Linked DNA regions of Sus scrofa: all the other regions are linked to region 2. A link is a contact called in public Hi-C and targeted proximity ligation data. All regions are on one chromosome and are shown on one strand. The core of a region is the stretch at or near the end of the contact, and the rest is flanking DNA. Distances in the headings are between cores, read along the strand shown. Region 1 overlaps TGFBR3 (transforming growth factor, beta receptor III). Region 2 has its middle 34 kb from the start of CDC7. Region 3 overlaps TGFBR3 (transforming growth factor, beta receptor III). Region 4 overlaps TGFBR3 (transforming growth factor, beta receptor III).

The links. Hi-C and Micro-C count contacts between places; a contact is called where the count stands out from the background.
Region 1: a targeted proximity ligation map of alveolar macrophages shows a contact between it and region 2. A contact is called at or near these places in 2 of 47 Hi-C or Micro-C datasets (epiblast stem cells and fetal skeletal muscle) and 2 of 2 datasets of targeted methods (alveolar macrophages and skeletal muscle).
Region 3: a contact with region 2 is called in a targeted proximity ligation map of alveolar macrophages. A contact is called at or near these places in 1 of 47 Hi-C or Micro-C datasets (embryonic fibroblasts) and 1 of 2 datasets of targeted methods (alveolar macrophages).
Region 4: a Hi-C map of mesenteric adipose tissue shows a contact between it and region 2, with 2.1 times the contacts expected there. A contact is called at or near these places in 5 of 47 Hi-C or Micro-C datasets (heart right ventricle, mesenteric adipose tissue, omental adipose tissue and 2 more) and 1 of 2 datasets of targeted methods (skeletal muscle).

Annotation. Positions count from the first base shown.
Region 1 is chr4:125,223,551-125,230,625 of Sscrofa11.1, reverse strand. All of the region lies in intron 2 of TGFBR3 (transforming growth factor, beta receptor III), which reads right to left. Among named protein-coding and RNA genes, the nearest start is that of TGFBR3, 90 kb to the right of the region's middle.
Region 2 is chr4:125,421,678-125,428,430 of Sscrofa11.1, reverse strand. No RefSeq gene overlaps it. Among named protein-coding and RNA genes, the nearest start is that of CDC7, 34 kb to the left of the region's middle.
Region 3 is chr4:125,171,627-125,178,862 of Sscrofa11.1, reverse strand. The region is part of intron 1 of TGFBR3 (transforming growth factor, beta receptor III); the gene reads right to left. Among named protein-coding and RNA genes, the nearest start is that of TGFBR3, 38 kb to the right of the region's middle.
Region 4 is chr4:125,291,001-125,297,467 of Sscrofa11.1, reverse strand. It overlaps TGFBR3 (transforming growth factor, beta receptor III), which reads right to left. Exons shown (of 18, transcript NM_214272.1): 16 at 2,528-2,563. Among named protein-coding and RNA genes, the nearest start is that of TGFBR3, 160 kb to the right of the region's middle.

The DNA.
Region 1 (7,075 bases), core at 4,081-6,580, 200 kb after region 2:
CGGCGTTGCCGTGAGCTGTGGTGTAGGTTGCAGATGCGGCTCGGATCCCGCGTTGCTGTGGCTCTGGCGTAGGCCGGTGGCTACAGCTCCGATTCAACCCCTAGCCTGGGAACCTCCATATGCCGCGGGAGCGGCCCAAGAAATAGCAACAACAACAACAACAACAACAACAACAACAACAAAAAGAAAGACAAAAAGACAAAAAAAAAAAAAGATAGATAAACGATAGTTGTGACTTCAATAGTCAGGGCTATGGGAAACCCAAGACGGCCACTTGGTTCTTCCCGGCTCCCTGGCAAACCCAACGATGAAAAAGAAAAGGTTAGAAAATGTGTTGTCCACTTGGGATATACTTTCTACAGTCCTAATTTGGCTATATTTGGTAAATATGAGGAAAAAAAACCTGTTGATTCATATTCTAGTTTTGTATATTGAGATTAGTGTTTACTGTCTAAAACTCACCTCCCAAATAGTTCTTTGCTGCTGTTACATTATCATAAACTTTAACTGAATTATTAAGAAAAATAATCCAAGTTTGTTTCTGAAGCTGACTGTTGTAATCTGTCTCTGGGGGAATATCAGATGTCCCATGATAACCAGGGGAATATAAATACATTCTGGAAAAGTGTCGTTTAAAGGGTTGTCTCCAGCCTAGACAAAAAGTTCCATATCAGGCGTTCTTAAGTGCCACATGAAGGGGTGAAGAAAATTAACTCTTAAGTTTATATTTCTCACTTAAGAAGGGCCTCTGTGTTGGACTGGTCTAGAGAGAGAACTACCAAACTTCTAACTCGTCCTAAAACAAGGGTCTAGTACGGAAAACACCAGTGCGTGGACACAAAGAAGGCAACATCAGAAGCAGACCACGCTCCCAACGTCTTCACACCGGACAATGGTTATCCGTTTTACTGCTGATTTACCCTGGCAGCTCTCTCCCTCCAAGGCTCTTATTATTGATGCCACTAGGTGGGATCCCGTCACCTGGCTGGTTCATACCCGCTCTGACCCAGACCATAAACACATCTTTGTTTAATGTTAACAGGATGAAAGCGCTTACATTTTCGATTATGACTTTACTAAGACTGCTGTCTATATTTTATTAACTGTTTGCACAAAATTGCTATTTCTTGCACTGCCACATTTGTAGCTGAGTCTCCGATACAATGATATGCCGTTCCATCTGAGGTCAGTGGTCTCTGGACAGGGGAAAATGCAACAAGAGAGGCTATTTTCCTGGACCGTAACAGACCAGAAAGATAGGTGGTCCAGAAACTTTTGGCTCCTGATAATAAGGCCGAGTGTAGCAATAGCACATGGAGTTGCCTGTCAGTGAAATCTCTGCCAGATCTAGGAATATTCATTGCCAGCACCGTGGGACGAAAGGGTCATGATTTGCCTCCCAAAACTACGGTCGAATGTGTGACCCTGGGCGAGCACCGGGAACTGAAGCCTGGCCCTTGGCATCAGCCTCCACACGGATAAAACATGAGCCACTGCGGCTGCCGACCTGCGGCGCCCCCTGAGCAGGGCTCAGTGTGGAGGCCGGGAAGGAGGTGCTCTGTGCGCTGGGAACACCGACCCAACAGGCCTGCAGACGGTCAGATTTTAGGTAAGGATTTTTATGGGCCCACATTCTTGCATCGTCTCATATCTAGAAAAACAGAAAGCATTAACAGTGGCATCTGCATTGGCCAGTAGAGAGAAAAGGCAGAATGGAGCAGCTGTGGGTCAGACATCCACGGTAATACTGGGAAATATTATGGGAGTAATTTTAGACACGTCTTTGTATTGCTGAGAACTTAGGCCGTGAGCCCTGTCAGACTTGATGCCACCAGCTGTTCGCAAAGCAGCATCAGCAGCTGCAACCTTAACATTTTAAAGGTGTCCTCTTAGCAACAGAAAGGAGACAACACAGATAAGGACCAAGAGCTCCTGTTATTTAAAACCACACGCCTCCTTCAACAGTACCGGTTATCACCTAAATTCCAACCCTCTGCTTAATCTCATTTTTCTTTTCTTCCCGACCTGACTTCCATAGTAGGAACCTACCACGTCCAGACACCCAGTACTCGTCGCCCCTCATCAGCAGGAAGTAGCTACAGAAGAGGGTTAGGGTTAGGGTTAGGGTTTCCATCTCTTATTCTATCAACATCGCCACTATCCCATAAAAAAAAAAAAAAAAAGCCTGGAATGATGGGTTCCCGGGAGGATGGAGACAAACTCCCCCCCCCCCCCCCCCCCGAATGTGACTGGTCACCTCAGAGACCTGCTGCGGACAGAGTCCGCAGAATCATGGACTGATCCATAGGAACCCAATGAACGCCCTGCAATCAAAATTAAGAGTGACTGTCCTTATGCAACAAATAAATAAAAAAGGGGGAGATGCTGGAGACTGCGGAGCTGCTGAACTCTGCAGAAGGCAAAGATCTGTGGACGCAGAGTTCCAGAGCACAGAGTCTCCTTCAAAGACAAGGTAAAGGGCTTAGGCATTCCCTTGTTATTCTATCAACAGCTGCACCCGTCCTAAGGATGCCCCCTCCGATATCCCTAAGATAACCTCATTGCCTATGCCTGGCCCTGCCCACTAATCTTGTCACCTCCCTTAATCAAACAAATATTAATCTCGTCACCTTCCTTAATAAGAGCCATGGGGGCTGAAGCCTAGGGCCTTTGTTCTGCGGAACAGAGTGCCCCCTGGTCCCCCACTTTCTAAATGTGAGCGTCAAGTGGGTTCTGTTTTACCACGCTGTCCCTCTTCCAGGATCTCCCGTTGCCCTTCGGTGCTGGTCGCGGTACTTTTGGCTGTTTTCCTTCTCAGAACCAGTTTCCCCAGGCCCTGCAGTGAGTTTTTGGGGTAAGACCTAGGATTACAGAAAGCAGAGGGAAAGCTGCCAAAATATGCATCGAGCATTTGGGATGCATAAGTGTCTAAGATGGGATCTATCTTCCTAAAGCCAGTACCGAAAGGTTTAAATTTCCTATTCTCTTCAGGCAGCATTAAAAGTAGTGCGATACATTTGTTCTAACTGGAAAGGGGCAAAACTACAGTAGAACGGAACACCTGGTAACGAATTTATTATAGTTACTCTATACCCTTAAAAATCCTTTAAACACTTAGCAACAACCCAAAGGAAAAAGGAAAATAAACAGTGGAAGAAGCAAAAGACTAAGTTGTGAGAAGTCTGAACAATGTTCCTTATTTAGATCAAGAATGATCCTCTTGGAGTTTGCATCATGGCTCAGTGGTTAATGAACCCGACTGGGAACCGAGAGGTTGCAGGTTTGATCCCTGGCCTTGCTCAGTGGGTTAAGGATCCGGCATTGCCGTGAGCTGTGGTGTAGGTCACAGATGCAGCTTGGATCCCGATGCTATGGCTACAGCTCCGATTAGACCCCTAGCCTGGAAACTTCCACAAGCCACGGCCGTGGCCCTAAAAAGATGACAAAAAAAAAAAAGAAAAAAGAAAAAGAAAAAGAAAAAAAGAATGACCCTCTTGGCATTTATTTACAAGTAATTCAGAATTGAGTGTCATGGAGTTCCCCTCGTGGCTCAGCGGTTAATGAACCCCACTAGCATCCATGAGGACGTAAGTTCAACCCCTGGCCTCACTCAGTGAGTTAAGGATCCGGCATGGCCACGAGCTGTGGTGCAGGTCACAGATGTGGCTCAGACCCTGCCTTGCTGTGGCTGTGGCGTAGGCCAGCAGCTGTAGCTCTGATTTGACCCCTAGCCTGGGAACCTCCATGTGTCTCAGGTGTGGCCCTAAAAGACAAAAAGACAAAAAAAAAAAAAAAAAAAGCTCGAGTGTCACAGCCGAGGCTAGGAATAGATTTTACCTCACAATGCAACATGTGCAAATTCTGACACGAGCCATTTGACTTTCAGGTTACGTAACTAACACGATACCCGTCATTTGTTTCTCAATAATGAAGAGACTGTAATTCTGTCAACACCATACACATAGTCAGCAAATTTAAACCCTGACAAATCAAGTCATACTACTGGGAACTAGTGAACGCAAAAGTGCCAGGAAGAGAGAGGGGACAATATCCATCCAGTTCCAAGCGAATAATTAAAACTGCTGCCCCATGTGACATTAGGAAACAGAAGGTCCTGCCTTAACATTTGGAAATACTGTCTTAACTTTTTATACCTGGTCTCATTTTTTATACGTAAAATGATTTTTTTTAAAAAGCCTCTAATCTCTGAATTTTACTCACTACATGAAACATGGAAGGCATAGCAGGAGCGCTTGTATTTAAAGAGAGCTTAAGAGTATTACAAAGGTTCAGCTTCCCAGGAAACTGGAGGAGGTACAAGCTACTCGTCTGTAATACGTCTCTAAAGAAATCTTCCAGGACTTCCCTCGGGAGTGCGGTGGGTTAGGAATCCAACTGCAGGGGCTTGGGTCACTGGAGAGGGGCGGGTTTGATCCTCAACCAGGCACAGCGGGTTAAAGGATCCCGCAGTGTTGCCAAGGCTGCAGCCAAGGTCGCAGCTATGGCTCAGAGTCAGTCCCTGACCCAGAGATTTCCATACGCTGCAGGTGCGGCCATCGAATTATTAAGAAAGAAAGGAAGGAAAGGAGGGAGGGAGGAAATGAAATTTTCTAATCCCGATTGAAGTACAGAGGCCCTAAAAGACATCAAGGTCAGGGAGTTCCTGTCGTGGCACAGCAGAGACAAATCCCACTAGGAACCATGAGGTCTGGGTTCAATCCCCGGCCTCACTCAGTGGGTTAAGGATTGGCGTTGCCAAGAGCTGTGGTGTAGGTTGCAGATGCGGCTCGGATCTGGTGTTGCTGTGGGTCTGGAGTAGGCCGGCGGCTACAGCTCTGATTAGACCCCTGGCCTGGGAACCTCCTGTGGCAGGTATAGCCCATCAAGGTCAGACAGCTTAAGCTGATTGACGATTCAGTGGCGTCCCAAATGCCTTGAAGTTCCAGTCACTAGTTCTCTACTTCTCATTGCCAGCAAAACTATTACAGTCTACATTGTGCCTCTCATCCTTTGGAGATCCCGCTATGAGCAGTGAGTAGAGCCAGAATGGGAAAAGCCGAAGGGGGGAGGGGCAGATTCGGTTATGAGTTTAAATATTCCAAAATTATCAGGATCTCATAGAAATAATTCATATTCTCTGCCATTCACGATGTTTGGCCAGAAATAAGAAATCTGACTCACGACGAATCTCCACCAAAATGTGGTACATCCATACACCGGACACCCATCAGAAGAATAAGGTGCCGACACCCACTACAACACAGGAGACTCTGAGCACAGTGTGGGAAGTGGAGAAGTCCAGACACAAAGGGTCACGTGCTGGACGGTTGCATTTACATGACTGTCCAGAGCAGGCGAATCCAGAGACGGGAAGTAGCTGCCAGAGGCTGGGGGAGGGCAGAATGGGACTGACTGGCACATGCGATGGCATGTCTTTCTGGACGGGCAAAAACGTTCTGGAACAAGATGGTGGTGAGGGCTGTGCCACACGGTGAGCGAGCAATGTCAGTGCACCGAGCACTTCGAAGTGGCAAACACGGTAAGCATCACGTTACGTGTTTCCACCAGAGGAACAAACTGTGATCTGAACCTTCAAACAAGATGAGCCTGACCAAGGCCCGAGTTTTAACTCTCATCTAGAAAGAGCTTCACGCGATACTGCAAGGAGCCCAGAGAACCTCAGAAGGCGCACGGTCCTCAGGACTCCAGGTCCCAGGTGCTCAAAGCCGAGGCACACGGCCAGCTGGCTTCAGGCAGGAACCGGGCTTCCTGCGCGTGGTTTTCATTTCTTCAGGCAGCATCAGGTCGGTACCTAAGATGTGCCAGGCAGCAGGCCCACCGCTGGCACCAGGAGCACGGGTGAGACGAGGCCTGTCTTTCCCCAGCGTGCTCGCCACGGTCCAGAGGGACGGCAGGCACGCAAGGGACGACGATGACAGGTGACACCAAGACTGAGAGGTGCCCAGGGTGTGCGGGGAGGGGAGGCGCCCAGAGCGGGGAGAGGCGAGAGCAGCTTGGGCTGGGCCCCCAAGCAGGACAAACCAGGACCTACGCTCCCCTGAAAGAAACTGGCAAAATCTGTCACCATGAAACCTTTTCCTGTTTCTCCCACTGCTTCCCCACCGTCTGAACCACGTGGATTGGCTGGTGGACCCCTCACCAGAGAGAGTCTCGAAACAAACAGCACAGCCAAGTGTAAACTGGACAGGAGGGGCACCAAGACCCCTTCGGACCCTGGAGGCGAGGGACTCCGTGACGTCATTTCCTGGGTATTTTCTTAAGACTCTCAGAATCACTCCACCCCTTCCTATTTCTTTTAGTCTCTAAAGAGCTTGGTGAAATTTGTTTTGAAGGGTCCATAGGTTTGGTGAACAACAGAGTAAAACCCCTGAGAGTGCTGCTCAACCGCAGTTATTTCTAAAGAAAAGGACACTAGAATAAGGCAAATGCTATTAGGAACACGAGGACGGTTCTTTCGCGTTTCATAAAGCGCTCAGAACACGGCTGCCGCAGGTTCAAGTCTCATCCGTCCGTGTCTTGGTTGCGGGAGTCCGTGGGAGCCTGCTGTCCTTTGCTTATAAGCCTAGATTCTAAAATTAGACCTAGCTTTGAACAAGCCATTATTCTTCCTAAGATTAAATTAAATCTCCTCTAACCTTAAAAGAGATCAGAGCAATCACACAGGATACTTGAGAAGGTGAAGTAATTTATATTTATGATAAATATCATTCTCTGTACCCTCTAACACGTGAGGACAATTTTATTATTCTCTCAGAGAAAGACGATCAAAACTTAAATTCCTCAGACCATTATCAGTGGCTAATGCTCTGAAATCACTTGGTTTTTAAAATAGAAAACGCTGATAAAGTCAAAGTCACCATGGGATTCCACATCCTTAAGCAAATAAACTTTTCAACCAGAGTTAACAAGTAGCTAAACGCTCTGATTTTTGTTTCTTTTTCTATTAATTATCCACTTACCATGGCAGGTTCCTGGTCAGCCCTGAGAAATAAAGCCTGATGCACAAAACGGATACTGTCCCTTTTATGACAGTGAATGACCAGATGTTTCCTGG
Region 2 (6,753 bases), core at 176-2,675:
CTCGTGCCCAGGCCACCCGTGGTCCCCCGGTCCTTGCCACACCTTCCCCGATCAGTGCCAAGACCCTTTTCTTGGTTTCCTGTACCCAGATCACAAGAAGGTAGAGACTATTTTATGCCCCCTTCCCAACATTTCTTAGCAACACTTCAGAGACTTCAACACACAGTCAGAACCTCGGGGTTGACGAAGGGGTTAGTTCCAAATCCCACCAGAATAATCTCAGCCTAAAGGCAGCCCCTTTTCTTCTGAAGCAGCTACAGGCTCATGCTGTTTTCCGTGGTAGTCTGTCCTCAGATTCCCCAGCTCCTCACTGTTTCCCATCCATATCAGTTCTAATTTTTTTTCCACTCCAGTTCACCGCTGTCCCAGTTCCCATTGCTCTGACCTCGGTGGAGACAGAACAGCTGGTGGACATTCTGTTTGTCATAACCCTTCACATCCTCGTGTCAGAGGCGAGTGAGCAAAGGTTTTATAATTATTATAGTCATGGTTTTAGCTCCTACTGTGTGCCAGTCACCATAACAACACCACCACCAAGTCAGTTTGTCATGAGAACTTACAGGCATGTGTAAATTCTTTTGGGAAGTCATTATATACACACTGGATGATGCTTTGCTAACACGATTCATCTTCGTACCTGCAAGTCCCTATTCATCTTGGAGTTTTCTGAGGCAGCTCCTCTTACAGAAATGTCAGTCCTCATTGATGCCTTGAGAGAATCCCAACATTTTCTGCATCTAAATGGCATGGCGTGTCTCTCTTAACAAGAAGTGGTGTGAAATTGCTAGAAATGGCAGACACGTTTTTCAGCTTTGAAGATATGTCCACATGCGGCATTTGAGGGTCTCTTTTGGGAACCAGTTGGTGTGTCTGTTAGGGAGTAAACTGGAGAGCCTTTTAATGCCTTTCGAGCACCAAATGGGGCCTTAAGTCTCTCCATTGAGGTCGTTCGCACTTAAAAGTATAGGTCTAATCACAACTGGAGAATTAATGCCCCATATTTGCCTTTTGTTGATTCAGAATAAACCCTGACTGGAGGCAGCTTAAGCTAAAGGAGCCGGCCAAGACTGGCCTTCTCTCTTTACCGTGAGCCTTGGCTTGCTCGGCGGCAGAGAGGGTTGCTGTGCCTACCTGTTGTCTGTAGGAATGAGTGAGGGCCTGCCCCAAGGATATATTGTTGACACAGTGCACGGGTTCTCTTTCTGCCTCAATTTTCCCTTCATCTCCCCTCTACGGGGAAGCAGGGCCTGAGAATATTGTACATATTTCTTCCTTGACCTTTAAAAAAAATTTCAGCACATCAGCTCTTTTAAACCTTTGAGTGGAAAATGGCCATCATCTGGGATTCTGTGAGCCCAGCAGTGCCGTAAATCTAATTTTCTCTGCACGGTGATGCTTCGTCTGTCCAGCAGGTGGCAGGCGTTCCCCTGGCGTGTTCGGACTGCCGTCTAGACGCATTTGGACTGATGTATCCGTGAGGCCACTGGAACAGACAAGAAGGTACACACGAATGCTGGCCGTTACACAATCAAAACAACTTTGTCAGGCAAAGGAGGAGCTAGTGAGCATCTAGCACACGCTCATCTTTTCCAGCCACCAACGTCTCCTGTGTTCTGCTGCTTCTCTCCTGGGCTTTGGCACATCCTGCTTCCTTTGCCTGGAACTCTTCTCAGCAAACCTCAGCCACCGTCACGGGGGTACCGCTGCCAGGGCTCAGTTCAGCCATCACCACCTTCGGGAAGGTTTTCATCCTTGACAGCTCGTTCTGGGTTGAGTCACCGCAGCCTGCCGGCTCCTGGACCCTGTCACCCTTCAGTCCCCGGCTCCGAAGCTGCCTCCTCAAACTGGCCTCCCAGTCCACTTGCTACCCAGAGCTTCCCTAGAATCTCCAACGGTGTCGAGACAAGTGCTCCACGGCAAAGGCATGGCTGTGCCCCGCAGCACCGTGCGGCCTCCGGCACTCCTGTGTGGCACAAGTCAGTCTTGTCTGTGTCACCTCCTAGGTGGTAAACTTCACGACAACAAGAATCGTGTCGACTGGATCCACCGTCTTACCTTTGATGCTGGCCCATCATCACGGCTCAACGGATATTTGCTGAAAATGATCACACATTTTAATATCCACATAGGTACCAAGTACGGCCACAGTGACGTAAATAATTTTGGATTTGTTGGCGTGTTTGGTTTTGCTGTTTTAGGGATGCACGTGCAGTGTATGGAAGTTCCTAGGCTAGGGGTAGAATAGGAGCTGCAGCTGCCGGCCTACAGCCACAGCCACAGCCACAGCCACAGCATCACAGGATCCTTAACCAATGAGTGAGACCAGGGGTCGAACCTGCGTCCTCATGGATACTAGTTGGGTTTGTTCCCACTGAGCCACAGTGGGAACTCCTGTTTTGTGCTTTTTTGAAGAGTTCAGCGGAAGCAGAGGAAGGGGAATGGGAGCAGGGACCTGTTCTAGGCCTCCGTCCCCCACACCCCCTCCCCCTGCAACCGCACCTGTATGTTGAGTCAGCCAGGTGGGCTTTTGACAGCAGCAGCACTGAACGAATGGGTTTTAGGTTGGCCTGAATTCTCAAGTGGCTTTAGAATTAACGTCAGGCTTCATAGGAAGTTAAACGTGGTATGCAGAGCATGAGTTTGGGAGATGGCAGAACATTTGAGGAGGTAGAAAGTTGTGAGCGGCCATCTGGTGACCAAACAGATAACGGAGATATAAAAATAGGCAACAGGAGAATTAGACTGGGACAGTTATAGCAACGAGGCTGAAGGAAAACATTCAGAAAAAGACTCCAATTTGAACTCTTCTAAGGATGCGCTCTGGGTCTTGAGCCGCACAGGAGGCCTGTGGACCTGCGTTGTCAGAGGCCCCAGGATGAAGGCAGAAGCAGCCTTAGCCAGAGGCAAGAAGGACCCAGGTCACGTCCGTCTCTTTGAAGATCTCCATATATTATTTTTATTTTTTAAATTTTTCTTTCTTTTCAGGTCCACATCTGCAGTACATGGACGTTCCCGGGCCAGGGCTTCGAAGGAGAGCTGCAGCTGCCGGCCTGTATCACAGCTGCCGGCCTATACCACGGCCACAGCAACCCACACTGCAGCTCGCAATGCCAGATCCTTTAACCCACCGAGGGAGGCCAGGGATTCTTAACCCACTGAGCCACAACGGGAACTCCCCAATATATTATTTTTAGAAGAAAGACAAGATGACAAAGCAGGTTTATGGAAATGGTAAATTTTTAAATATTTCAGCAAACATGTTAACGTCTTTCACATGGAATGGACAATGTCACGGAAGTGCGAGCCACGTGAAACTGTTGCTCTTCCACTATTTTTTGACCTTGAAAAACACCTCCTCCGTAGAGTTCAACTTCAGAGAGCCTCGCCTGGAGACACGTCTGCAGTCTCAACGGGAGGCTCTCTCCCTTCGCCTAACGGTGAGGTTGGTCCACCCCGGCCCGTCCTGACTCCCCAGGACCGACTGGACGGCTCATCTGTGCGTGAACATGAACTCTCAACCTCCCAACCAGAGCGTCCCAAGCCCTCTGGCCCAGGGCTGAGGCTGACCGCCCGGCTGGAAGGACGCTCCGTGTTGGAGACAAGCCTGTGTACACCGAAGGCCAGGAGGTGTCTGACACACATCCGTGAGCCTCCAGGGCAAACGCTGGGGGCGTCTCTGTCCCTCAGTACGTCCCCAAGTCAAAGAAAATGCAGCAGTACCTACGGTAGTTTAAAAAAAAAGTGGGCTTTCAAAAATATTAACTGGCTCGTCTTCCCCCGCACCTCATCACCTCCTCGCTCTCCTCGGCTGGAGGTGGAGACGGATGGATTGCGCGCTCTCCCCACTAACGTCGTGAAAACCGAGCTGAACAGCACCTGTCTTTCCTCCCCACCAGCCCTCCCAAGCTTAGGCCCCCTCCTCTGTCCTTCGTCTCCCTGCTGGCTGGCTTCCTCGGCCTTCTTCCTTCGTCCCCGCCTCCTCCTGTGACCCCGGCTAAAGACACACCAAACCACTGGTAGTCATTGCAGAAGCCGTGGCATCCCCACCCCATAATCAGATCCTAAGCTGCTCTGTCCTGACCCCGAGAGGTCAGAGGTGTCCCTGGTGCTCCCAGGTAGCGAGGTGGTTGTGATCGGCACGGCAGGACGGAGATGCTTAAATTCTTCTCGCGCTCAGCACCACAACAGGGGTTGGAGCCAAATATGTCTCAACCGCACGGCCTTGGCCCTGAAGCGCTTGAGTTATGAAACGCCTTGTGCTGCGATGTTATCAGCCCGCAACTCTGTCCTTAACCCCATCAGTAAGAACGCCACCCACCGGGCTCTCTTCTTGTCTGTGCCCGCAGGTTTTCAGCAGTGTCTCCGCAGCATCTGAAATACTCACACGACTGTAGGCAGGACTCTCTGCTGGCAAGTCCCCCTTTCCTTCCCAGAAACCGTGTTTAATGGATCTAGGCAGGGCCTTGGCTGTGGCACGTGAGCCCCCTGGAGCCAATGCTTCCCGAGGGCACATTTCAGGGGTGACGGAGGCTTGAACTGGCAGCCGGCTTGCAGTAGGTGGAAACGTGGACACTGCATTCTTCCCAGGTGGAGTCACGTAGTTTCTCCAGCAGATGATGGAGTTGCACTGAGAATGAAAATATGGACTTGAGGTTTCTGGTTTTCCTCTGGATGCAAATCGGGGGACCCTCTCCGCATTGTCAAACCTCACCTCGTTGTGTCACCTCGTCCCGGGCGTCACCTCTGTATCCCGATGAGCTCGGTCCGGATCTACACGCCTGCCTTGGCCTTGAGCCACGTCTTGCTGATTTTCACATCCCAGCCTCGCTTCTTTCCCGCCCAGGGTCCGGCATCGCACTTTGCACAGAGCAAGCCCTCAGGGACTATTCGAGGAATCAGGTTCAAGGTGCTTTGCTCGAAGCTCTTTTCCTCCCACCCTCCTGTTAGCCAGTTTTATTTGGGGAACAGAGAAGTTAAAATATGAGAAAGATGGCTGTAGGTGACTCAAGTTAGGCTGTGTGTCAGGGTCTCAGCTGCTCCCTTTGTCGTTGGGAAGGGTGTGAAACACGGGGTGGTCCCCTGATGGTCACCTCAGCGTTTGGGTACCCTGCTTCCTCCCAAACACCCTCCACGGCCCCCCGGTGCAGGGCTCACATTTGACCAGGCGGGACCCCTCAAAATTCACTTCCAGATATTTGAAACTTTAAGGGAGGGGACTTGAGCTGAGTCCACTCAAAGACTGGAACCTTGAGGGAAGATTCAAGGGTTTAGGTCACTGGGACTTTGTTCCCACTTCATCTAGGGTCTGTCTGGTCCTTCCCCGCCTCCGATTTTTATATTTTTAATGTTTTTCTTATAGTTGATTTAGGGTATAGCTCCTCCAATTTACTTATGCTGCCCCCACATCCTTCCAGGAAATCCCTTTTGTGCTCAAGTCCGTTTCTGCTGCACATATTCCAAGGACAGGAACGAGTACAGTGACCAAAAAGGCCACTAAAAAGCCTACCTGGCTCTGAAGCCTGACCCTACCTTCTACCTACGGTGTGATCCAGCCCTGCTTGTGAACCGCACTCAACCTTGCACGCTCATCTTTACCTCACCAGCGGTTGAAGCCAGGGCTGGGACACGCACACTGAAGCATGGACAGAACCGTGCGATACAGACGCGGCCGAGGGAGTTCATCTGAGAGTGAAAAAGAGCCCAGGCGAAGACCCGCTCCCCAGAAGGCAAGGCAAGGGTTGTGCGGGAGGCAGAGGGCACTCCTGTGGGCACGGCCTTCCTCGTTCTCAAGTAGAGGTTTCAGGAGTTCCCGTCGTGACTCAGTGGTTAACGAACCTGAGTAGGAACCCTGAGGTTGTGGGTTCGATCCCTGGCTTCACTCAGTGGGTTAAGGACCCGGCATTGCCATGAGCTGTGGTGTAGGTCACAGAAGCAGCTCAGATCTGGTTTGGCTGTGGTATAGACCCATGGCTACAGCTCCAATTAGACCCCTACCCTGGGAACCTCCATATGCCGCAGGTGTGGCCCTAGAAAAGGCAAAAATAAGAAATAAAAACAAAAAAATAAAGTAGAGGTTTTGTTTTTCTGTGGGCATGGCAGCACAGCTGGTTAGGAGAGGAGAGCTGCTGAAAAGAGAGTTATGTTCACAAGGTCCCAGGAGAAGGGCACATCTCAGGGTTGGTCCAGAAGCAGAAGGAGCGGGAAAAACAGAGGCGTAGACACTGAGCTCCATGCCTCTCTTCCCCCCCGAGCATGTGCTCCTTGAAGACAGGGACTGTGCTCTGTCTTGTCACTTTTCTGTTCCGAGTCCTCAGAGTGCCAGGAAAAGGCTGGCCCCTGGGCAAATCATAAATGGGTGAATCAACAAATGCATTTAATCCTCATAGTTCTGCAAAGATAGTATTTCCACCTTACAGAAGTTGAGCCTTAGAGGGATTGGATGACTTGCCTGTGGTCACACAGACAGCCGAGGAGTCGGATAACTGAGGCAGGTGATGGACGCTGGGCTCTTTCTCCTCTCCTTGCACGTCCTCTGCAAAAACGGCCCCTAAGCAAGAGTGCCAGAGCCATGCTCTCTGTCTGTTCGTTGAAACAGAAAATGCAGCACATCTCCCTTAAGCAAAACAGAATTTCTGGAGTTTCCGTCGTGGCTCAGCAGAAATGAATCTGCCTAGCATCCATGAGGATGCCGGTTCGATCCCTTTGCTCCGTGGGTTAAGAATCCCGTGTTGCTGCGGCTGTGGCGTAGGCCGC
Region 3 (7,236 bases), core at 4,208-6,707, 250 kb after region 2:
CTGTACAATAGGAAAAAAACTTGTATCGGGGAAATAACAATAAAAATAAAAAATTTAAAATGTTTTTTAAAAAAAGAAATGGGAGCTTTAGAAATTGGAACTGGCCTAGAATCGCTTTGAATTCACTCCAACTGTGAACTAAAATACCGGGTCAGATTCTCTCTACTCCCAGTCAAGACAGAGGCTAATTCTATCCGTGGCTGTCCAGCATTCCAGAACAGCCAGCGGCTCGTGCAGAAAGCAACAGAGAGTGAGAGGAGAAAACAGATCCACAAACGAAAACAGATTGGCAGCTTGGTAATTCAAAAGAAAAAAAAAGGAAAGGAAAGGAAAGGAAAGGAAAGGAAAGGAAAGAAGCTACATCAAAGTTCAACTCAAGGCTGAATTCCTATCAAAAAGCTATCGGCGGCCAAAGCCAACACGTACATAATACTTTAAATCTGAGGTTGGTCTTGGAGAAAACACTTGACAAAGATGATCAAAACATCAGTGCCTCTTTCTACTCATTTTTCTCAATTATTTTTCATACCCAACCCCTGAGCTCCACTTACCACTACTGCTTCCTCCACTACAGAAAGCAAATGCCTATAAATTTGGACTGAACAGACAGTATGCAGCATCCAGCATATTCTTTTTTTTTTTTTTTTCATTTTATTTACTTACTGTCTTTTCTAGGGCTGTCCGCACCTGCAGCATATGGAGGTTCCCAGGCTAGGGGTCTAATTGGAGCCCCACTGAGCGAGGCCAGGGATCGAACCCGAAACCTCATGGTTCCCAGTCGGATTCATTAACCACTGAGCCACGACGGGAATTCCAGCATATTTTTTTATATCCTTTTTCTTTCTTTTTTTCTTTTCTTTTTTTTTTTCTCCTCTGTTTTTGCTCTCTCTTGTCACTGAGTGCACAACAAACACCCATACAACTAAGAGCCAGCAACACGGGCTGGTGCACAGCCATTAGACAGTGTTGGATTCTTTCTGAGCTCCCAGACGGACACTTGAATTGCGCACGCCACCTGTTTCCGTAGTGGGGTCTCTTCCTCTTTACAGGATTGTCCTTTGAAAATCATTAGAGACCTTGGTTCCCATCTATCGGCTGCAAGTGACACTTTGGATGCGTGCTCCAAGTGTTAAACACTCAGGGGTACCTTTACCTGTGAGTGCGTCCAAAGCAAAATGAAGCATTAAGGAATTTAATTACATGGATTCTTTTATATCCCTTTACAGAAGCAGAATAAAAAGCACCCATTTTACTTTCCTCCCCTTGATTATATGGGATTTCAACTATAATAGGATATGATTATTTTCAGTTCCTCCCACATAATGTATATTCTTATTAAAGAGAACATTGTCATGTGACCACATGCCGGCTTCATCGCATCCCCAAATGCCTTACCATTTCTCATCTCTACAACTACACACCTGACAGAATCGAGCTGGCCCTAAGGACTGAGGATTAGCAACCTCGCTAATCACTCAAAAACAACAATAACTCTAGCTGCATATCTGCTTTAAAACAAGAATAATAAGGGGGGTGAGAAAGGAAACTAGAGGGAGGCAAAAGGTACAAACTTCCAGTAATAGGATAAACAAAAACTAGGAGGTAATGTGTAACATGATTAATATAATTAACACTGCGGTGTTAGTATGCCCCAACAAGTTCTCACCACAAGACAAAAAAATGTTTTCTTTCTTCTCTTGTATCTTGATGAGACGATAATCATTTCAGGACGTATGTCAGTCCAATCAGGATGCCACACACCTTAAACAGTGTGAATAAAAAATGCAGCCTCCCCATCAGTCAACAAAGGATGTTGCAGCCGTCAGGCCGTCTCATTACAGCCTTCCCAGCAGTGAGCCCCGAGGGAGCGCAGCTGGAACAGGATGCCCGCCATCCAACAGTCAGCGCTGGCAGCCACCCCCACCAGGGTACCCCAAGAGACTCAGGTTGAGGAGGCACAGGATGCTGGCCCCAGAGAGCAGGGGTGCCCAGCAAAGGAATGACTTCAGTGAACCCAGACGCCTGCATCTTTCCAGACATGAAGTACTAAATTCCTTAACCTGAGATAACCTGGTTGTCTTTTACTACCAGTCATCTTTTGATGTTCCGACCACCTGTATGTCCTGGTCCCTCCCTGACCTCTTTGGAGCAGTCCCTCAGACTTCTCTGAGATGCTATGTCCTGGACCTAAGTCCTCATTTGTCCACTGAATAAAACATAACTCTCAACTCTTAGGTTGTACATTTTTTCCAGTTGACAACAGGGCTGAATGTCAATTCTATCTCGTTACAGTTGGAGGAGGAAAAAAAGTACCATCCATAAAAGTGAAAAACATGTGTTTTTAATTAAAAGGAACACTAACTTTTAACTCTATATTAGGCTTTGGAACCTGTCTCTGTAGCCTACTCCAAAAAAGCTACCAGGAGGCCAAACTCCAGTTCGCATTAGTATGCTAATGCAAATCCTAACCATATGAGAGTATTTTTACAAACAAACTTTCCTAAGGAACATACTGTTCAAAAGGCGTGGAAACTGCGCTCTTTCCAAGGTCCCTATTCGACCGTCAGAAGAGAACTGCAGACCTGAGCGCCGTGTCATAAATGAGATGCAACCCCCTCTTCAAGACAAGGTCATTTGCGAAAGAACATTCTGACCTTGGCAGCGTTCTCCAAGGTTTAGACAAATAGGAACTATGAGAAATGGGGGTTTTTTTGTTTGTTTGTTTTCAAATTGTGTCGGTTTTAAATCACCCTCTTGCTTTTTAAGCCAGAAAGGATGCAAATATCTGAGTTACTATAGACCCTTCCTCCCGCTGCTTTTAACTGCCTGTAAAGCAGTCCCTGTGGACGCCAATCTGAAACCGCCCTGGCTTTGCAGGGACAAATGTGGGCCCCTATATTCCAGCAAGGCCAGGAATACACTGAAGGTCAAACACAATATGGATTATTTCCAGCCGGAAAGGAAGTCTGTGCTTTCTGGAAGGGGGTCCCCTGTTCAGCCTTGACTTGGTGCATGCTGAGGCAAGCAAACCAGGAACTGGAAATGGCCTTCCTTTTTAATCAGTACTTTCTGAAGGATGCTACTGATAAGAGGGGGGAAAAAACACGAATGTCCTCGCTGTTCACAGCTTCCTCCGCCTTGGCTTTTTCTCCTTTTACACATGCACACACAGATGTTTGAAATAACCCATCTTTCAAGGTAAACCACATCACATAAATTTGGATTTCTGTGTCATTCATGAAAAAGGCTTGACGCATCATTTAAGGGTTTTTTTTTTTCTACTTACCAAAAAGTTTCCACAAGTCCGTCCTATATAAATAGTATCCTAATGATAAGGAGGCTAAAATGAGAAAATACAAAAGGGGGTGTGTGTGTGGGGGGGAAGCCTTTTGATGTCTATGTCTTCTAAAGGGCTAAGAATCCTGTTTTCAGGCACAAAGGCCGCAGACCGTGTCTATTCACAAATACACTCCTCTCTTTCTTTGGCACACAAAAGCAAAAGAAAGGCAACTGTTTTTTGCAGAGGAGGAAACTGATGCCCAGAGAAATGAAGGGGCACTTGAGCTTGGCAGTCAGCACCTGCCACAACAGCCCCACTGTTTGGGCGGCGTGGCCTCTGCCTCTCCCAGCACCTAAGCTTCACTCTCTGCTAAAAGCCCATCTCAGAGATCCCATCGTGGCGCAAACGTTAACCAATCCGACTAGGAACCATGAGGTTGCGGGTTCGATCCCTGGCCTCGCTCAGTGGGTTAAGGATCCGGCGTTGCCATGAGCTGTGGTGTAGGTCACAGATGTGCCTCGGATCCCGCGTTGCTGAGCCTGTGGTGTAGGCCGGCGGCTACAGCTCCGATTGGACCCCTAGCCTGGGAACCTCCATATGCCACAGGAAGCAGCCCTAGAAAAGGCAAAAAGACAAAAAATAAAATAAAATAAAAAATTAAAAAAAAACACAAAAGCCCATCTCAATGGTCCACTCGACCTGGAGGAAGCCTCTTTCAGCTACACCCCCTTTCCCCTGAATCCTGCAGCAGGCTGGTTCTCCTCTGATGGGCACCCATCGTAGCAGCAAAAGCTGCAAAGCCAAACGTTTCTTCATGATGCCCGCAGCACCGAAGCCTATCAAAGTCAGAGAAAGTGTTTTCTGAGGAGTCTAATCCTCCACAGCACTTAGACAGGGCCTCGAAAATTATCAGCATTCAATAAATATTTGTTACATGGAACGATTTGATTAATGAATAAAAGTGACATTTCCAAGATTCCACAGCAAGTAGGCAGCAGCAGCAAAAATAAAACCAGTGCTTCGTGATGGCAAAACACAGCTTGCACCGTCTCGCCATGAAACCATGAAAGTGTTTGCACTTGCCTGTGTGGAGGCTGTGAGCTCTGTTGTGTGTGCACACACACGTGCATGTCCTCACAACCCAGCAAGGAACCGTGAGATTTTTCACTATTTATTTAGTTTTGATTTTTTTTTTTCTTTTAGAAGTGTCCCCACAGCCCTAGCTGCTATTTGATATTCTCCCTCTTTGCTATTAAGATTTTTTAAACTGGAGCATTTCCTCTTTTTCCCTGGTCTTTTTTTTTTTTTTTCAAGGAAAGTTTAGGACAGCAGGAAAACTGCTGAGCTGAGACACAACGTAAAGCTGACGCTGCACATGCCTCATGGTTTTCTATTTTCATTCCGGCACGGTTGTGGCTGGAAACCAGCTTTTAGGATCCCTGGTGGACCCGTGTCCCTGGTGTTTCAAAACACTCCACTTTAGACACTATTCAGAGAGGTGTGAGGCCACTGACTCCGTTTCCTCATCTACATCACGTAGCTTTAGGGAAGTGACCAAAATAGGTGTTTGAGGAAAGGGGGGTGGAGAGGGGACAAGGGGAGTGTTCAGAGACGGGATTCCGCCCACCCACACACCCACACACCCACACCCACACCCACACACACACACACACACACACACACACACGTGGGGGCCTGTGGGGAATGTTCTGGGGGTGGGAGGCTGACTGCAAACACTGACTACATTTGTGCCTGTGACTTTTGTACACACACTGCATCACCACACACTTGAGGACACGTCTCTGAAAAATGCTGACACATGCGTTACAAGAATGTTATTTACTCTATGATGGTTTGGGTTCTGTTGCGGGTTTTGGGGGGGTTGGGGGTTTTTTGGTTTTTTTCTGTTTGTTTTTGTTTGTGTTTCAGGGCTGCACCTGCAGCATTGGGAAGTTCCCAGCTTAAGGGTCAAATCGGAGCTGCAGCTGCCGGTCTACGCCACAGCCAGAGCCACATCAACGCAGGATCTGAGCTGTGATGCAACCTACACCACAGCTCACGGCAACGCCAGATCCTTAACCCACTGAGCAGGGTCCCGCATCCTCATGGATACTAGTTGGGTTTGTTACCACTGAGCCACAATGGGAACTCCCTCTTGTGTTTTGTTTCAGATTTTCTTAGCTTTCTTCCTCAAATACAGTTGATGACTTATTTTCACATTTTTTTACTGCCAACAGGATGGATGGACACGAGTCATTTTGCTGGAAGGCGGAACTGCCTCCCTGTACCCAAGCTGCTCAAATCCTGCCTCTGGGAGCAAAGGCTGCTCACACATACTTCAGGGGACCAGGAAGAGCTCGAGCCAACCCTTAAATCCTGCCCATCACCCCACTCCACTGTCCCCGTCAAAGGGGCCACTTCTCAAAGAGCCAAGCCAACCCACAGGCTGGGAATAACTCTTTGATCTGGACAGAAACCCACATGCAAAGGAAGCAGAGACACTTTGTCCGCGGAGGGAGCCAGCTGCATCTAAGCACACCGCCTTTCCTGGTGGAGATTTATTTTTCCCAGCACGATGTTAAACCCACAGCTTCCAAGAGCAGGACACTGCTGTCAGGGCATCACAGCCCCTCGCTGCCGCCACGGCCACAGCCTCCTGAAGTCATCAAAGTCGCCTCCAGGCCTGACGACAGGGCAACCCCCCCCCCCGCCCCGTCTAGGGAGGCACAGTCTTCCCCTCCCTCCGCACATGACAACTCCGTTATTTCAAAGGCATTTTACCTGCTATAACTTTTCTCCTTAGAGTCTTTTAGAAGGAAATGGATCGGCTTCCACACAATGGGGAAAGAGCCACGGAATTGACAGGAGACAAGGGCTCAGATTTTGAACTGGCTTCTTAGAAGCCACATCCCTTTACTCAAGTCATGGTCTGAGTCGCAGTTTCAGAAAGCGGGGGGACGGGAACATCTTTTTCAGGGGGCAGAAAGCCAGGAGAAATTTAAATGAGATCATACAGAAAGTACCTAGCACATACTGAGTGCTTACTAAGCTTCACCCATAAAACAATGACCATGTTCCATTAACACCTGTTGAAGGGTGTGACCGTTCCATGAGAAAGGCCACCAGGAACACTGTGAACCCAATACGGTCTTTCTCAGAGAGGACTGGGTAGTAGCCAAAGTGACCGCCATCCGTGTAAAGGTATCAGACTGTAACTGCAACCGCTCCATACCATGACAGGTGTAACTGTAACTACACCAACCGGATGACACCAGAACTTTACAACGTACCTGTAAAGCTGTTACACGCATCGGTGTTAATTGCCACAGCATTTATAACAGAGAAACACCAGAAATACCATAAACGTTCACAAGAGTACGTCTGTGCCACGAGCTATGCTGCTGTTAAAAAACAGTCTGTTAGCGCTGACAAAAATCTGAGTGACATAGTGGTAAAGCTTTCATTAAAACTACAGAGAAATAGGTAAAGAATGCTACAATTCATTCACTCCCTAAACCAGGGCGTGGACGTACATAACTCTATAGAAAAAGGACTGGGCACATAATTTAACTGTAGAGCGTTCTTACCTAGGGTGGGGGTGGTTGATGCCAGCGCGGGATCCGGGAGATGGCCACGTAACTGTGTCGCCACATGAACCCTCTTAGCACACAAGTGGACTTTACGTTTTACTTACAAAATGAAAACAGTTTTTATTTGCATAATTAAAAACTAAGAACATATGCCACTCTCGATCCTCTAAATAACTCTGATTAAAGCCGAGGCTGGTTGATGAGTTTTGTGCTCCAGATGTCTCTGTTTTGTGACAGCCTCAGAAGGGGTCCCAAACAACCCACCACTCAATGTCCAAGCAGCAGAGAAGCCTGGTCTCCTCCACTAGCACAACAGCCTCTCCTTTATTTGAGGACTTGGGCCCAGCTCCTTCCTTCTCTGTGGTC
Region 4 (6,467 bases), core at 1,183-3,682, 130 kb after region 2:
CGACCCGACATTTCATTCACAAGGAAGTCAGAAAGGATGAGAAGTGACTCATAAAACAGGAGGAGGACATGTTAAAGTCACTGTGTGTGTAGTTTGCAGATACTTTCGCAAAAGAAAAATGAAACTCTCAGATTTCCAAGAGATCCCCAAGTCTGAAATTTATTTCGAGCCACAGACTTATTAAAACACGTGTCGCCGCTGTAAAAATCCCAAGTCTGTGGTCCTCCATCTGAGGACCTACCATCTGAATGAAAAAGCAGCTTGCAAATTCAGAGGTTAAGCTGCTTAGAGGAGTTCCCGTCGCGGCTCGTGGCTCACGGAAACGAATCTGACTGGCATCCATGAGGACACATGTTCGATTCCTGGCCTCGTTCAGTGGGTTAAGGATCCGGCACTGCCGTGAGCTGTAGTGTAGGTCGAAGATGTGGCTCAGATCTGGCGTTGCTGTGGCTCTGGCAAGGCTGGCAGCTACAGCTCCGATTAGATCCCTAGCCTGGGACCCTCCATATGCACAGGTGCGCCCTAAAAAGACCAAAAACAAAAACAAAACCACCTTAGGAAAATAAGGAGAATTTTCAAGATCAAAATGTGATTCATTGCTTCTTCTTCATGGAACACCTCCAACCGTGAGGCGCTACAGAAAAAACACGGTTCAAATTCTTTGCAAACCTACTTTCGTGCACATTTAAAAGGATGACAGACAACAGGAAGGAAGACGGTGAGAAGGAGAGAACAGCACATAAGGATCGAGCGTTCCTACGAATCATCACGTGTCACCCATCTCCTCACATTCAATCCTCCATCTCGACAGCCACCTATTGTGTCACAAGCTGCTTTTTAACACTTTTTTTTTTCCAACCCTGCTCTTGCTAGGAGGAGAACGGAAATATTTCTCAGTGGGGAGCGATGTCAATTTTATGGTCAGCAAAACATAAATAGAACCAATTGTTCCTCCATTTGGCAAAGGTTTTTGCATGTGAAATTAATTCCAGGCACAGAAATAAAACATTTCCTTTCGTTTAAGAGAGCTACTTTCTTTGAATCACTTATAAAAAGGAAAAACCCGTTTCCAAGGGAGCGAGGTTCTCGGGGGAGTAGAATTTCTAAGGTCTCTCTCTCCCGTCAGGGAAATGGGGGGGCAGCATCTCCGTTGTTTCCACCCTGTGTCTGCGTCCTCTCCGCTCATCGGAGGGGCTCCAGCTGATCTCTCGGCGAACGCCATCCCTCTGCCTCTCAGCTCTGCGTGGAGGACCCAGCTGGAGACAAGTCTGAGCCCCGAGCAGCGCCAGCGCTCAGAGGCTCTCCTTCGGGAAAGGAGGATTCGGAGAAGATTCTGGGGGATCCACATCCCCAAGTTCTGGTCCCTACGCTTCCAGCCCCGTGCCCTCTGGTGTTCATTTGACTTCTAGCAAAAGGGACAGCCCTGTTGCACCTGCTGCATCCAAAAGGCGTTGGAGTCTTCAGAGGGAGGAAGCTTGGGAAGACTCCACGGAGGTGAAGATGACCCAAGCCTTCCGTCTCATTTAATCGAGTCTGCAGGACAGGGATTAAAAGAGGACTTGTCTTCCCAGTCTACAGGCACAGAAGTGGGTCATGATGACAAGTTTCTGGGGAAGACTTTCTAAATGTCTGCAGACGCAGGTGTCAACCCCGAGACTCGGATTGGCGACTACGGAAGAAGGTGCCCTCAGGCATCTCTTTCAGGGTTCACAAGACCGCCCCATGATACTGCGGAAGAATATACTTCAGAGAATGGGTGATGAGGCACTCAGCATGAAGGAACTCTCCAGACTGCCCACTATGTGTACGGGATGGGGTCAGCCATGGAGACTAATCCGGAAAGTCCTAGAGAAGAAAAAAAACGAGGCAACATTATCTGGAAGAGCTCTGGGCGTGCAGCCAGAAAGCCCAGATTCTAGCCCTGCCTCAGGGCCAGTCATAACCATAGGGAAATCACTTCAGTACTTCTGGGTCAGAGTGCTCTTCTGCGGAGAGAAATGAACCTGGCCCAGATCATCTCCAGCGTATCATTTTGTTGCAGCTGGTCGCTCCTTTGGTCTTAGAAGCCCTCTCTCCACACCCCTGGGACTCGTGGTTGTCTTAAGGTATAGCCACGGGCTCCGTTAGCCTCTCCTCCGAGCAGCTAGAAATCCTTAATGACACAAAGCGCAACAGTCCCATGGCTCTGTGTAATGCATTCAGGTCGCAACCCATGTAAGGATGGCCCATCATGACCTTGTCTCTCTAAGACTAAGAAATTCACTCCCTTCCCATGAAGGTGACACACAGCCATGGGTCCACACGTGCTCATCTTTAAAAATGGCAAAGGTAGAGAGGAGAAAAGAAGAACGAAGGAAGGTTAGAGGAAGGGAGAAAGAAAGGAGGAGGAAAAAAAGGGGGGGAGTGAGAGAGAATGAGAGCAGAAGTCTCCTTATCAAACCTCCAAGTCTGGCGAACGTTCCATAACCAACTCATTCTTATGAAAGCCCAGGAGGCTTTATTTCGAAACAGTTGCATAAAGACTTACGTGGAGAAATTGGATTCGATTCCTTCGTGCTTGGACCTGTTTCTGAAACAAAAACATAAATCACGATGCGTTCTGATTTTTTTTCAAAGGAACTGAGTTTTTAAGTAAAAGGTTATCCACATTGCAGCAGAGGCTGACACTCCTCGGTTGGTAAGACTTCTGTTTGTTAGGAATACTCAGTGGTCATCTTTGGATATAAAGACTGCACCAGGGAGGACTCAGAAATTTTAAGCCCTGTCCTTGGTTTCTCCAGCTTGATTTCTGAAGGCAAATGCCTCAACCTAAGGCATCGGAGTCTGGTAATTCGTGCATGGGGACATGCCTTTATATTGATTTACAAAAGGGTCCCCTACCTTGAAATACTGTGTTTCCCCAGTGTTTTCAATATTACTCCACTTTCAAAAAAGTCTTATGTGAAGGCACCCGAGGGCTCTAAGTGTCTTCATTCTCCCACCGCCGTGCTGTCGTGCGCTGGTTCGGCTTCTCGCGGCACATCTGCACCCTCACAGCCTTTTCTGCCTGGTGTCCTTTCTCCACTACTGCTGACTTTTCCGAGCCCAGAGCTGACTATGCTGCTGCCCAGATTAAACCGCTCAATGACTTCCCTTCATTTATGGGGAAAAAGTCCAGCTCGAGCCCGCACCCAGGTCTGCCTCCCTCTGCCCACCGCTCTCCAGCCACCCTTGCTATTGGCTTCCTCGCCCAGGCCGGGCTCCTCATGGTGAAGTCCCCCCACTGTCCAAGCAGTTCCATGTCCTTGCAAGTTCCAAGCCACCCCCGAGACCTGCTCCATTGGCATTTTCCCGGGGAGGGCATCTCTGGCGCTCCCATCACCCCACCTGGTGCCACCCAGCAGGGCAAGTCTCCCCAGTTCTGCTGGCGCCCTCCCTCTCTGTTAGAGATGCACCTTCATCTAGCGTCACACCGGGATTCTCTCGCTTCTTTCTCATTTGCGTGGCCTCAGGACTCAGCCTGGCACAGAACAGCCTTCCCAGAAATGCAGGGTGAAGGAGGATTAGACTGATGCACTTTTTGAACATGGAGGCAGCGGAGGAAGTTTGGAATGAGACAGTATGAAAATGCCTGCGTGCTTTCCATTTCTACATAAAGCTTTTGTGCTCAGACAGTGGGCTTGATCTCATCTGAGCTTTCAGCCACCCCCGCGGGAGGCAGGGCAAGAAGCCTTATCACCATTTTACAAACGAGCAGCTTGAGACCGTTGTGGGACTTAGCCCAAGGTCACAGCTGGGAAGCATCAGGGCGGGCCTGACCCAAGATTCCAGATTCTGCCTCGAAACTGGCTGGGAGTGTCATTCTGTCCTTAGCTGGGGAAGCGCCAGTGGAGAAGCACCTTGGGCACAGCTACGTGCCACGGGCCACCCTCAACGCTGAGAACGTCACAGACCAGGGGGAGCAGGGCATTGCCTACCACTTAGTTCTGTATAAGTGAACTACAGATAACTTCTATATTTTTAAGTCACTGAAAAAAATCAAAATACTATTATTATTTTGCTTTTTAGGGCCACACTTGCAGCACATGGAGGTTCCCAGGCTAGGGGTCAAATCGGAGCTACAGCTGCTGGTCTACACCGCAGCCACAGCCATGAGGGATCTGAGCCGCACGACCTACATCACAGCTCATGGCAACACCAGATCCTTAACCCACTAAGCGAGGCCACGGAATGAACCCACGTCTTCATAGATCCTAGTTGGGTTCATTAACCACTGAGCCACAAAGAGAACTCCTAAAATAATATTTTATGACATGCGAAAATTATAAGAAATTCAAATCAATTCCGTAAGTAAAACTTTATTTGAACATGACGACACTCCTTCTATATCCTCCATGGCTGCTTTCATTCTGCAGCAGCAGCTACATCGCTGAGGCAGGGACTCCATAAGCCACACACTGAAAATATTCACCATCGGGCCCTTTATAGAAAGAGCGTGCTGAGCCCTGGCACAGCCCCTGCCCTGCTCTGGAGAGTTTAAAAGTGATAAGTGTTTAGTGTCTCTTTTCATCTCCGTTTTCCTTCAGTAAAGAAGGAACACACACCTTGTGCTGGAACCCACAGTGAAGCAAAAGGACTTTGTGAGAAACTGACCCCAAACTTGCAGCATTTGAATGGACGTTTGTAAAACTAAAGAAGCCGGATGGGATTGGAAATCTCAGCATGAACCGTGTCAGCTAGTTGATAACGTTCCTGCAGCATGAGGTAGCAGGTCTAGTTCTAGGGGAAGGAATGCCAGCAGAGGAATCACAGCCACGCCAATTGAATGGCGCCCCCTGGAGTTGTGCGGCGTGGTGGCCCTGGGATTAGGAGATACCTGAAAGTGAGACTTAGATCAGATGACTAAGAAAGCTAAAATGATTGTGTGTTTTTAAGAAAGTCTCTTTCAGAATGCAGAACGCACACCAACTACACAACACACACGAGAGACTGCCTCGTTGGCAGCAAGAAAGTGACAACAGGGACGCCTTACACTTGCACAGTCGTACAGTGTTTTACAATCGACAAAAGCTTCCCTTACATTTTCTCATTTTAAACTCCCAAGAGTCCTATGAAGGAGGGGTCTCTAGCCACAAAATGCTCCTCTTTTCAAGAAGTAGTGGTTTGATAGGCTGAACTAAGTTCAAAGGCACTTAAAGGTCTCTCTAGCGTTCCTCATGCGAGAAATACACACACTTGTGGGAAGCGTTCCATCCAAACAAGCACCCAGAGCTAAACCCTGGCACTCAGAACCCCCAAGGCTTTTAAATAATGCCCCCCCCCCAGAAGACCGCACATATGTATGAAGGTAGGTTTTACAGCAAGGCCTCTGTGATAGACGGAATTGTTTTAAAATTCCTAATGGCTTCACGTGATGACCTAATCCTCTTACCCCACCCCAAAGAGGGGCCTTCTCCCAGGCCTCAGCAGAACCAGTTCTTGCATATTTCCCCAGGGCTGAGGTTCCTCCGTGATCTCTGTGCAGCAACAATAACAAGCACAAGCTGCAGAACCGAGGTTAACGGATTTTATCCTCTAGCAGTTGCGTTCCAAAATTCCCAATAACCCGAGTAGAACGAAAATAGTTGGATCCCCACCGGAACCCTCTAATCGAGCTGGCATGCCGAGAGGAAAAGAGTGGACAGCGCGATATTTACTTTTGGTTTAGGGTAAGACGGTAAGGAAGGAATCCTAGCTGTGGCTGTAAAGAGAATTTTAACAATAAAGATTTCTTTACAGAAAGAACAAACCATCACCAGCACGCTGAGTTCAATCTTTTCCTATACGCCGAGCAAACTTCGGTCTCTGCCTCTAGAACCAAGGTTCCCCTCCTGTGATCGTCAGGCGTGGTTTTCCTAAAGGTTTATTCTGGGGTTGTGCACGAGGAACGGACCTCAGCTTCTGGCCTCCAGCTTTCAATTCCGTTCTCCTGAGCATGGCAGGATTGGGCAGGCCCACAAGGAAATGAGGGGTCTACCTGGTGCCCACATCTATTGGTATGTGGCCCAGAGGGAAGGGTGGGGAGATAAACCTTGTGCAGGCCATGGAAGACGCAGTTCTTAGCAACCCGAACTGCGCTGTAAACGACTCCCTTCTCTGGGTTCTTTCGGTAGTTGCGGTACTCACGGCAATCGCCTGTTCACTTTTCTGCATATGATTTTACTACATGAGCGGTTCTCACCTGGGGGTGATTTTGCCTACTCCCCTCTCACAAGGGACCTCTGGAAATGTCCAGACGCAATCTGGGTTGGCACAGCCGGAGGTGGAAGGGTTTGCTAAGGACATCTAGCGGGTAGAGGCCAGAGATGCTGCTGGACAGCCTATGATTCAGGACAACACCCCACAGCAAAGAGTGGTCCAGCCCCAAAGCATCAGTCGTGCATTAGACTGCAAAGGCCTCAGCAATAAGGAAATCTGCTTATGACACACCTAGCGGATAATAGGACCTC